Regions from separate parts of the Rattus norvegicus genome. Here region 1 is linked to region 2. The links are chromatin contacts, called in public Hi-C maps. All regions are on one chromosome and are shown on one strand. Each heading gives the region's core, a stretch centred on a gene start, on an enhancer-like site or on the middle of the called end of the contact. The rest is flanking DNA. Distances are from core to core; before and after follow the strand shown. Region 1 holds the start of Akr1c13 (aldo-keto reductase family 1, member C13). Region 2 holds the start of Akr1e2 (aldo-keto reductase family 1, member E2).

The links. A called contact is a pair of places that touch in the nucleus more often than the background predicts.
Region 1: a contact with region 2 is called in a Hi-C map of liver, with 7 times the contacts expected there. The contact joins the promoter of Akr1c13 here to the promoter of Akr1e2 in region 2. A contact is called at or near these places in 7 of 12 Hi-C or Micro-C datasets (the A7r5 cell line, Schwann cells, frontal cortex and 3 more).

What each region holds. Positions count from the first base shown.
Region 1 is chr17:70,890,741-70,896,291 of GRCr8, forward strand. Akr1c13 (aldo-keto reductase family 1, member C13) reads left to right here and starts at 3,896. Exons shown (of 9, transcript NM_001170342.1): 1 at 3,896-4,018. The coding sequence starts at 3,935. LOC134482872 (a long non-coding RNA gene) reads right to left here. Exons shown (of 6, transcript XR_010059522.1): 6 at 878-1,335.
Region 2 is chr17:70,644,214-70,649,698 of GRCr8, forward strand. It overlaps Akr1e2 (aldo-keto reductase family 1, member E2), which reads left to right and starts at 1,669. Exons shown (of 10, transcript NM_001008342.1): 1 at 1,669-1,774; 2 at 3,964-4,131. The coding sequence starts at 1,736.

The DNA.
Region 1 (5,551 bases), core at 2,646-5,145, 250 kb after region 2:
GGGCAGAGCAAAGATCATACTGTGGTCTGCAAGTTTCCTCTGAACTCCAGTTGATTTCACTCTTCCCAAAGACTTTCCATGTTAGCTTGGAAAAGTTGTACTGCTAGGCAGGTATTTGAAACATCTGCCTTAAAAAATAATGTTCATGCCACAAACAATAGGATTCAGTCCATTAATAGGCTCATTCTCTTTGCTGTTTGAGAAGGGATAGGGAAGAATCAGAATGTTTCCTAAGTAAAGGAATCACCAAAAGGTTGAGATTAGCTAGGAGTCACCAAGCAGTGGAAGTGGAAAAGCCAGATCCTGCAGGAGCTTCAACTGAGATCCTAACTGTAGTACTCTCCTTTCTCACCCTGGAGGCACATGGAGGAGAGGGCTGTGAATGAGAAATGATACATGCTCCCATATGAGAAAAGTGAAGTCTTGTCTCGCCTGGACAGATATGATCGTTTTCACTATCTTATTCATTGAAGCTCTTCCCATTCACCATGTTGTAATTAGTAGCACAAAATCATGTGGAGTGTGAGCCTTTTGGTAGTGACATTTAAGATTGGCCTCTCTAGGAGATATGGAATATCCACATTCACTTCCAAAGGAAACTATACTCTGTCTATCTATCTCTCCCAAGACAACCAAAAAGTATATCATGGTACAATTAAAAAGAATTTTCACGTGTGCAGAAAGTGGATTAGCTTAAGTTTCCCTCAGTAGGGGCAGGTCCAAATAATATGTGGCATACATGTAAACAAATGCAACATTACTAAGCAACAACAGAATGAACTGCAGGTACTTTAAGTCACATTAATGGATCTTACAAATATGCTGCACAGCAGAAACTAGGCACAAATGAAATATAACTGATACTTTTAATGGTTCTTTAAAATACCATAGTTTATTTATTAATGTTCATTAGTTTTTCACTTTACACACTGATTGAAACCTGCACCCTTCTCCCAGTCTACCCACATGTAGCCACTTCATGTGTCCTCTTCCACTGAGGCCAGACTAGGTGGCCCAGTTAGGGGAACAGGATGCACAGGCAAGCAACAGTTAGGGACAGCCCCTGGTACAGTTGTTGGGGAACCTGCATGAAGACCAAGTTGCACATCTGCTATGTGGTGGGTGGTGGGAACAAGTTCCCAGGCAGGCTTGCTCTTTGACCGGTAGTTCAGTCTCTGAGATTCCCCAGTGTTAAGGTTAGTTGACTCTTTTGGTCTTCTTATGTAGTTTCTATCCTCGCTGGGTCTCTCAATCCTCCCTTCAACTCTTCCAGAAGACACCCTGAGCTCCAAGATGGACGGAGCCTCTCAGAGGACAGCCATACTAGGCTCATATCTGCAAGCATAACAGAGTATATTATACAGTGTCAGGGATTGGTGCTTGCCGATGAGATGGGTCTCAAGCTAGTCCAGTCATTGCTTGGCTAGTCCCTCGGTCTCTGCTCCATCTCTGTTCCTGCATGTTTCGTAGGCAAGACAAATTTTGGGTTGACGTTTTTTAGGTGGGTATTTTTATGTGAATTTTTATGTGAATAGATACTTTGCCTCCTGTGTCTGTCAACCACATGCATGTAGTGCTCATGAAGGCCAGAAGAGGGCAATAGGTCCCTGTATAAAAGAACTTTGTAAGCCACCAAGAAGTTTCTGGAAACAAAGTTGGTCCACTGGAAAAGAATATGATGTTCTTAAGAGTCAAGCAATCTCTTTTGTCCTTATGTACTTCTTAGTAAACACCTTCTTCAGATTCCAAATTGATAGACATTAATTCTAGAATATTGGATAGCCTACAGAAAAGTTATTAATAACAGTAATTGTTTCTTTGAAAAATGTTTTATAAATTTCAGGCTGCCTTGTATGTAATGCACATGAGATGGCAACTTGATATTAAAAATTATCATGTATTCTAGCCCCATATGTGTTGTTTTAGTGGAAATCTATGCATTCTAGGTTTAATTGAATAAAAAACCTTTAACATCAATACTTTCTTTATATTTATTCTCCCACTCTAAATTTCATAGTAATTTGATTATTTTCAAGTTCGCTCTTTTGTAATTAATTGTAGGATGAGGACATAAATTATAAAATATTGATCTACCATTTAACATCTTATCATAGTTATCTAAAATCAGGGACTGGAGAAATGGCCCAGTGGTTAAAAGCAAAGTCCTGGGACCAATGTTTGTATCCCAGCACCCACATAAAAAGCTAGGTTTCACATGAATACTGGTTATTACATCATCAAGTAATTAAACACGTTCTTCTGGTATACCCAGCATATATAAACACAAGTATTTAATATTTGAAGCAAATATTTTAAATTGGTCTAAGAAATGAATGCAATAGTAATGTTTAAGCCGTGTTTCATTTTGTAGGAAAAAAATTCAGTAGCTGCCAACTGTTTATGAACCAGTAAGCACTATTCTGTGCTGTCCCCTTTACTATGTCTTTCAGGATTACACTTCTGAAAATGACAATAGAAAAATTCAGGAAAAAAATTGCAGGGAGAAGAATAAGGATTTCAAATTTAATTGTTGATCTCTTTTTTATTTTTATAAAATTCTGAGAAGACTAAATTTACTTCATGAGGTATTGTTTCCTGTAATTAATTTATTTATTCACTTCACATTTTGATTGCTGTCCCTGCACCCTAATCCACATAACCCCACGCCAATCCTTCACAAAGTCCCTTTTCCCTCCTCTTCTCTTCTGAGAGGGTGAAGGTACCCTGGTATCCCCCAACCCTGGCACATCAAGTTTATACAAGGCTAGGTGCATGCTCTCCCACTGAGGCTAGACAAGGTAACAGTTACAGGGACAGATTCCACAGAAAGGTCACAACTTTAGGGGCATTCGTCGTGTTCCAGTTATTGGGGGAACCACATGAAGATTGAGTTGCACCTACTACATATGTAGGGGGGAGGGGCTAGGTCCAGCCAGAGTATGCTCTTTGGTTGGTAGTTCAGTCTCTGAAATCCCCAAGGGTCCGGGTTTGTTAGTTTTCTTGGTCTTAATATAGAGTTTTTATTCCCTCCAGGATGCTTAGTCCTCCCTTCCAACTCTTTCACAAGAGTACCTGAGCTCCATACAATGCTTGGCAGTGGGTCTCTGAATCTGTCTCACTCACATGCTGGGGTAAGCCTCAAAGACATCAGTTATGGTGGCTTCCTGTCTGCAAGTGTAACAAATTATCTTTAACAGTGTCATAGATTAATGCTTGCCCCTGGGATAGCTCTCAAGTTGTGCTGGATATTCCTTGGCCATTCCCTCAGTCTTAGTTCCACCTTTGTCCCTGCATTTCTTGCAGACTGGACAAATTTTGGGTTGAAATATATGTGGGTGGTTTATGTCCCTGTCACTTTAAGTGCTCAGTGTGGCTTCTCTGTTCTTTATGTTTATATAGCATGCAGTAGCTCATTATTTTCAGTGATTCATGATTATGTAGAGGCTTCATCATGGCCAAATGAAAATAAGTGTATTCAGTATTAAAATTATTCATCCAATCTCTTCTCTAATAATATATAGTATATGAGATAAAAAGGAGAAAAACTGCAGAAAACAAAGGCTTTATCATTATATAGTACGTTATTTTAAGTTAATCCTTCATATGAGAATGAGTAACTTTTTACATGTGGAATACTGCTTTAAATTTCTGACTCCTCCTTTCTGTTGGCTGTCCATTAGACAGACAATCGTAGTATTCAAACAGTTGGCACACAACAGTACTGTTAACCATTAGCCAGACAGTAGCACTGATTAATCATTAGCTAGGGAATAAAGATGGTTAAACATTAGCCAGTGAGAAGGCATGGCTAACTTCCAGAAAGGGAGTGTCACTTGTTAAGCATTAGACAGGAAGTTGATATATGACGTTTATCCACTTCCCCTTCAGGGCACCAGAAGACTTAGGACGTGCTTAGCCAGGGGAGGGAGAGACAATGAGCTCCAAACAGCACTGTGTCAAACTAAATGATGGCCACTTCATTCCTGCCCTGGGCTTTGGCACCTATAAACCCAAGGAGGTAAGAATACAGGCCTCTCAGTATCTCCAGGTTAAAGCTAAGCCATTTACAAGAGAGCAGATACTTAGATTTGCTCTGCATCAGGGTCCAGTTGTGTCCCGACTTGTTGATTATTCTTGTTAAATAGAGCTTACAGCAAGAGCTGCGATTGGTGGCTGTGGGTAGGAGACTGAGCTGGCTCCCTAGGTAGGGTGCATCAGGATTCAGGCAGAAGAACAGGATCTATATTCATGCCTGCTCTTCTCTAAGGAAAGATCCCTGCTCCTGGTGAGTCAGTAGGGAGACTAGCTTAATGGGCAACAAAGGGAAGGCCAAACTCTTAAAACATTTTCTCTGATGGTGCGTTCTAGTTCAGCATATAGTGGAGGTACAGGGTACATGCCTCAGTGGCATTGGGACATTAGCTCTAATTCAGTCAGCAACTTCAGGGACACGGAGAAAGTTTGTTTACCGTCCCTGCTATTTTGGCTGTGAGTGGGGAATCTGGGTTTCTCACGATGTGGCTGTGTTCTTTTCCTTGGATTTACTTGTCTGGCTTAGGCCTGCCTGTGAGTTTACTGTTCTCATTTGGGACCTGCCATCTGTAAGAGTGAACTTGGCTGTGAGCTCTGGGCTTAAAGGGACAGACCCGTGACCTAGCAATTCCAGACACTATGCTTTTCCTATGGCCATGTTTCACAGCTTCATAGAGAAGAAAGTCACCAGATTGCCTATCAGCATTCTTGGCTGCAGTATCAGAGGGGAGTCTCTGTGTCCACAACCTATGACACCGTTTTTCATTGCAAAAAGGCAAGATGCAGGGAAAGGAACATCATAACTCTGGGTGGCATCCTGTAGATCAGTGGTTCTCAAGTGTGGGTTGCAAACCCTTTGGACTTTCACAGAATTTGCCTATAAGATATCCTCGTTATCAGATATTTACCTTATATTACATAATAGTAGCACAATTACAGTCATGAAGTAGAAACAAAATTATTGTATGGCCAGCGATCACCGTGAAATGAGGACTGTATTATAGGGTCTTAGCATTGGAAATTGGGAACCTCTTCTGTAGAGTAATGCATGAAGCAAATATTTGAGAAATACTTCGGTTTGTTTCAGTGTAGCCATCAGCATCTCACAGTGCAGGTTCTACCAGAACTAAGTGAGGTCTGCCATGTCTAACTCTCAACTGTGGAATACTTATTGGTATTTATAATGCATCATTTTGATGGGGAGAAGGAGGACCCAGTAAAGATAATTATGAATTATTTGTATTCATTAGTGTATGTTGGATTTAGAGCCTGGTTGTCCTCAGTACGAAAAACATCATGATGGAATGTTTGCTAACCTGGAAGGACCTTCTTACTTTCTAGTCCTCATAAGACCATTTTATTGTGTGCTAAAGGACTTTCCCCTTGACTTCAAATTTATCCATCTCCTTCCTGTTTGACTCCAGAGTAATCTGGAGATATGAATAGGATTTGTTAATTTTGCAAAGTTGTAAAAAAAAAAAAAACAGGTCAAGGCCACTACTGGAGCCTCAGGTTGATC
Region 2 (5,485 bases), core at 419-2,918:
CATATGCAAAATTAACCTAATGGCATCCAAATATTTCATAAGTATCTGTAGATATTATTGTACCATTTTGCCTTGTTAAATTGCTTGTATAGACCAGAATATGCTGTTAATTGCATGGATGATTGAGCAGATAGAAACATATGTATTCATTATATGTATGCATGTGTGCATTATGTATACGTATGTGTATCTATTCGTCTCCACTTGCCACGAGAACCTGGTAAAAGTTTTCAGTGTGCTAACATAAGCTACCTCATCAAAATCTGAGGTTTCAATAGTTTCATATAAAGTAGCCTTATACGTTTTTCAAGTATTTACATCTGTAGCATTCATGTTTCTCCTAAATTACTACTAAGAAATCTGAGATGCCCATTAACAAAGAAGGCATCCCTAGATCAAACTAAGTTTTTATGAAGTGATCGAAAGGACAGTATTTCTGTAGGTTTATGAACTGAAACTGTAAAGTGTGCCTATGAGTAATAAAAGCCTATCAGAGAGAGCGCTAATAAAATGTGACATCTGAAAGCACATTCTCTTGCAAACGGGTACTTCCGTGTCGATTTGCATAAAGAACACTTTTAGGATCAAAATCTACAAAAAAAAAATGTCTAACCGTTAATGGCTTAACTTTGCCATTCTTTACGAAATACAAAATAAATAAAGAGAACTGGAGGAGATGCAGTTTTCCACATCCACAGAACGTCTGCCACGAGGACACACAAAACGCAAACATATGAACAGATATCTAACGTGGCAAAAGACAAAAAAAAAGGTGGGTTGAATTTGCTGATGCTAATAACAATGTAAAATTGTTGACTTCTGCCAAAGTATTAATAAACAAGTAAAGGGTACAAACTTCCAGCACTATAATATGGTAAGTCCTTAGTTTTTGTGATCGTTTTAATAATGCTAATATTTTCGAAATAGTCATTTACCTTTGCTTTTCTGGGTTGCTTTTCTGGTTCCTTCTAGCTGTTTCAGCTTGTGATTTTAGGATTATTGCCAACTAAATAGGACGTAGAATCATCCGGGGGATGATTTGTCTTATAGGCATTCCTTTGAGGGATTATCTTGAGATTTTTTTTGCAATTATAATTACATTTCTCCCTTTCTCTTCCTCCCTCAAAATCTGCCCCTCTACTCTTTGCTCCCTTTAAAGTTCATTACCTTCTTTATTATTAGGTGTTATTACAGTCCATAATCTTCCAAGGTGTTTAACTTTTGGTCCCGATTTTTTTTTTTAATTTCATAAGACACACCCTAAAAATGATATCCATATCATGTTTCCACTATTAGTAACATGGCAATCTCCTCGAAGTAACACACATCATTGCAAGACTGCAAGACAGCTAATATATTTCAATCGATTTTTTTCCAGTATAGTAGGAACGAGCATTAATCTAAAACATCTAACGTTCAGGAAATAAATATGCACCCCAGCCTGTTTACAGGAAGGACACCGCACAGGACTTGGGCTTTAAGCCGGTTGCTAAGAGACAGAACGCCTAGGATCACAGAGGATTTAGGAGAGAGGAAATGCACAACCAAACACGATTGCTTAGGTCCTCTGAAAATGGACTATGCTACCAGCCAATCATACCACTAACCGACCTCTCCATCAGCCAATTAGAGTGTCAGAACTCCAGCCAATCACGGCATTACCCTGAGCGCCCGGGGCTGCTCGCCGTCACCTCCAGTGCAGGTTGGGGGCTGATCCTCTGAGCGAAGGGGAGCCATGCATCAAATCCCCACAGTGGGCCTGGGCACCTGGAAGGTGAGGAGGCGCTCCGGTGTGGGTCGGGCTAAGGGTCCCGGAGCCCGATGCATACTCGCTCAGGAACCGTCAGGGTGCGGGACTTCTTTTGCCCAGGGTGACTCCTTCCAGACCCGGGCTGTGATCAAGGTCTTGCCTCCAGACTGATTAGAGGAGAGATCGGACTCTCCTGAGAAGCTACTTTTACTAGATCCTAAAACACCTGCTCCCTGCGCGGTTGAAAAGCAGTTAGGCTAATTTTATATAAAGCACCGTGAGCATAACCCAGCCTTGTGTGAGCTAGTGACGGATCCCCAACCTCTAAAATAATCATTTTTGTGCCAAGTGGCACTTACTCATCTTTGCACAGCGAAACCCGGGGTGTATGAAATGGCCACAAGGAAGCGTGCCGCTTGGCGTACTGAAATAAACTAAATAAAAATAATTAAATAATTGCACTCATGTACGTGTAATGTCTACTTCTGGAGTCCGCTTAGTGGCAGTAGAGATCTTGGCTAGTAGATACACTGCCTGTTCCGTAGATTTTGTATGTAGGGAGTGAACATGAAATTGAGTAAGTATGTAGGTACGGAACTAGGCCTACCTAACTCTGGGATAAGTTAGAGGAGGGGGAAAGATGATCAAAATATATTTTTCGATAAAAAGTAAATTTGAAAATTCTGTTTAGTAGGTTTTTAGATAAAGGTTTCTTCAGAAACTTTTGTAAAAATGGTGGGATTTTTTCTTTTTTAAGGCAATTTTGGTGATGTGAGTGCTCTTTGGTGTCGCCTAGCGGAGACTGAGGTGGAAGAAACATCAATAAAATAACAAATAAATAAAAAGGGGGAAAGAAACATCACCCTCCCAATACAATGAAAGCATTTAATTCCTCCACCTGAAGGCACAGGGATCCCTTTCGAAATTTGTGGGAGACAATGGAAAAGCAGTAACAAATATGACAATGACTGGTGATCTTAAATATTGTAGCTGCAGCTTTAAGAAAGAGCAAGGGAGCCATCACATTCAAGGCTGGCTTGGGTTGCACTTTTCATATTTAGTGGAAATATCTATGTGCCTCACATATGTGCCATACAGGTATCGCACGAGTCCCTCGTGTGTGAGTAGATGCTTGTTTTAGGTTTCCAACTGATTCACGCATCCCTGAGTGTTAGAGCTCAGATGGCTTCATGCCCCAGCTGCTCTCACCCCTTCTGTAACCATTCAAGAAACACAGCACACAGCTCAGCCCTCTGCAAGAGCTGAAAAGCACGTGTGGTCTTCTCCCCAAATGAGTAAAGAAGAATATTAATCACATTCTTACTCCCTACCTTTAAGTCCAACTGATGTTCCTACTGCTTTACCAATTTGAATATTTATTTATTGTTTGACTATATATTTTCCGAGGGAGAAAAGGAATTAGGTTCCCCTGATGATAGATTTTCCTTTTTTTTTTCTTTTCTTTTCTTTTCTTGAATATTTTCTTTATTTACTTTTCAAATGTTATCCTCTTTCCAGTGTTCCGCTCCAGATACCCCCTATCCCATCACCCCTACCCCTGCCTCTATGAGAGTGTTCCCCCACCCACCCACCACTTACTCCCTCCTGCCTTCCCACCCTGGCATTCCCCTACACTGGGGCATCTAGCCTGCACAGGACCAAGGGCCTCTCCCCGCAGTGATGCCCGGCAAGGCCATCCTTTGCTACATATGCAGCTGGAGCCATGGGTCTTTCCATGTGTTTTCTTTGGTTGATGGTTTAGTCCCTGGGAACTCTGGGGTATCTGACTGGTCAATGTTGTTGTCCTTCCTATGAGGTTGCAAACCCCTTCAGCTACCTCAGTCCTTTCTCTAACTCCTCCAATGGGGACCCCATTTCTCAGTCCAATGGTTGGCTGCAAGCATTCACCTCTGTATTTGTCAGGCTCTGGCAGAGCCTCTCAGGAGACAGCTATATCAGGCTCCTGTCAGCAAGCACTTCTTGGCATCCACAATAGTATCTTGGATTGGTGACTATGTGGGATGGATTCCCATGTGTGGCAGTCTTTGGATGGCCTTTCCTTCAGTCTCTGTCCACACTTTTTCTCCATATTTTCTCCTGTGAGTGTTTTGTTCCCCATTCTAAGAAGGACTGAAGCATCCGCACTTTGGTCTTCCTTCTTGAGCTTCAGATTGTGTCTTGGGTATTCCGAGCTTTCTTGTGTTTGGTTACAGGCCTCTCCAGGAGAAGTGACCGATGCGGTTAAGGTGGCTATCAACCTGGGCTACCGGCACTTCGACTGTGCTTACTTATACCACAATGAGAGTGAGGTTGGGATGGGAATCAAGGAGAAAATCAAGGAGGGTGTGGTGAAGAGAGACGAGCTGTTCATCGTCAGTAAGGTAAGGACTCCCTCAGCCTCTGCAGTCACAGCTGTGGGCAGAGCTGGAATCATCTAGCCTTGAGGAGTTTTTGCGTTTCTTTATGGGAATTGGTGCCTTTGGCTTGCAGTTAATTCTTCTCCAACTTGGTGAACCTGTGGGGTTACATCCTGTGTTGGTTTGCTTACGTCTTTGCTTTTCAGTTTGGCCGTTCAGATAGAGGCGCCCAGACGCCGCCAATCAGCAATACATCTTGGTTGACCTTTGTGTCTCTAGTGAGCAGAGTAAAGTTCAAGCCCTTGCGAACTCTGGCTACATAGACAGGCCTAAACTTGGAATCGCCTGCCAGGGATGGTTAAAGGGCAGATTCCAAACTCCACATTAAGAAATTGACGATGAGGTGACAGCTTTACATAGAGGAAGCAAGTCAATCATGGGGTGTGTGTGAACATGGCACAGCAGGTGTAGGAGTCTCTGGGAAGCAGAGGGAGGCAGGAGGAGTGGACAGGGGTCAAGGTACCAAAGCCCTGGCATATAAGAAGCTTGAACTTTTCCTTGAAATGTAGGGAGTTGAGAACAAAAACTGTTTCTAAGTCAGGCAGTTTCTTTTGCACATGAATGAGACGTGCTCAGAGGACACAGTGGCATCTGACAGGAGCATGAGTTTTAGATCATGCACAGGTGAGAGGCAATGAGTGCGCTGCCTATGAGGAAGAGGAGGAAGCAGATACCGAAGAGAGGAAGGAAGTAAACCCCGCGGGAAACACAGTTAATCTAAGATTTAAAGCTACTTTATTTTTGCCAAGTGTGGGGGCACATGCCATTAATCCCAGCACTCACAGCAGTCAGGGAGCAGAGGCAGGAGGGAGACTCTGAGTTCAAGGCCAGCCTGTTCTATGCAGCCAGTTCCAGGATAGACCGAGCTGCATAGCGAGACCCTATTTCAAAAGAAGTAAATGCTGCTTTAAAAAAAAAAAAAAAAAAAAAAAAAAAAAAAAAAAAAGGAATGCCGATGTCGATCCCGGTGGTTAATAGCAGGCAATAGTCACGTGGTCACACGTTTCATGTTTAAGTTCCAGCTATTATTCAGCAGCAGCTTTGCCCAAGTTAGTCGATAGCCCAGGGTCTGGGTCCCGATATCAGCATGTTACAAACGAGGGTCCTTAATCATCCATAACCCTACACTTCAGGGGTGTTCCCATTGTAGACTTTCCTCCGTCTCTGTGGTTGATTTTCATTGCCCATCATTGCGTAAGCTAGAACACAGAGGTGGGGTGGAGAGGGCTTGGAGCACGCTCACTGAGGAGAGAGATTTTCCTCTGAATCTTCAGACAGAGGGATGAGCAACTAGGGACTTCCAAATCCACATAGTCAA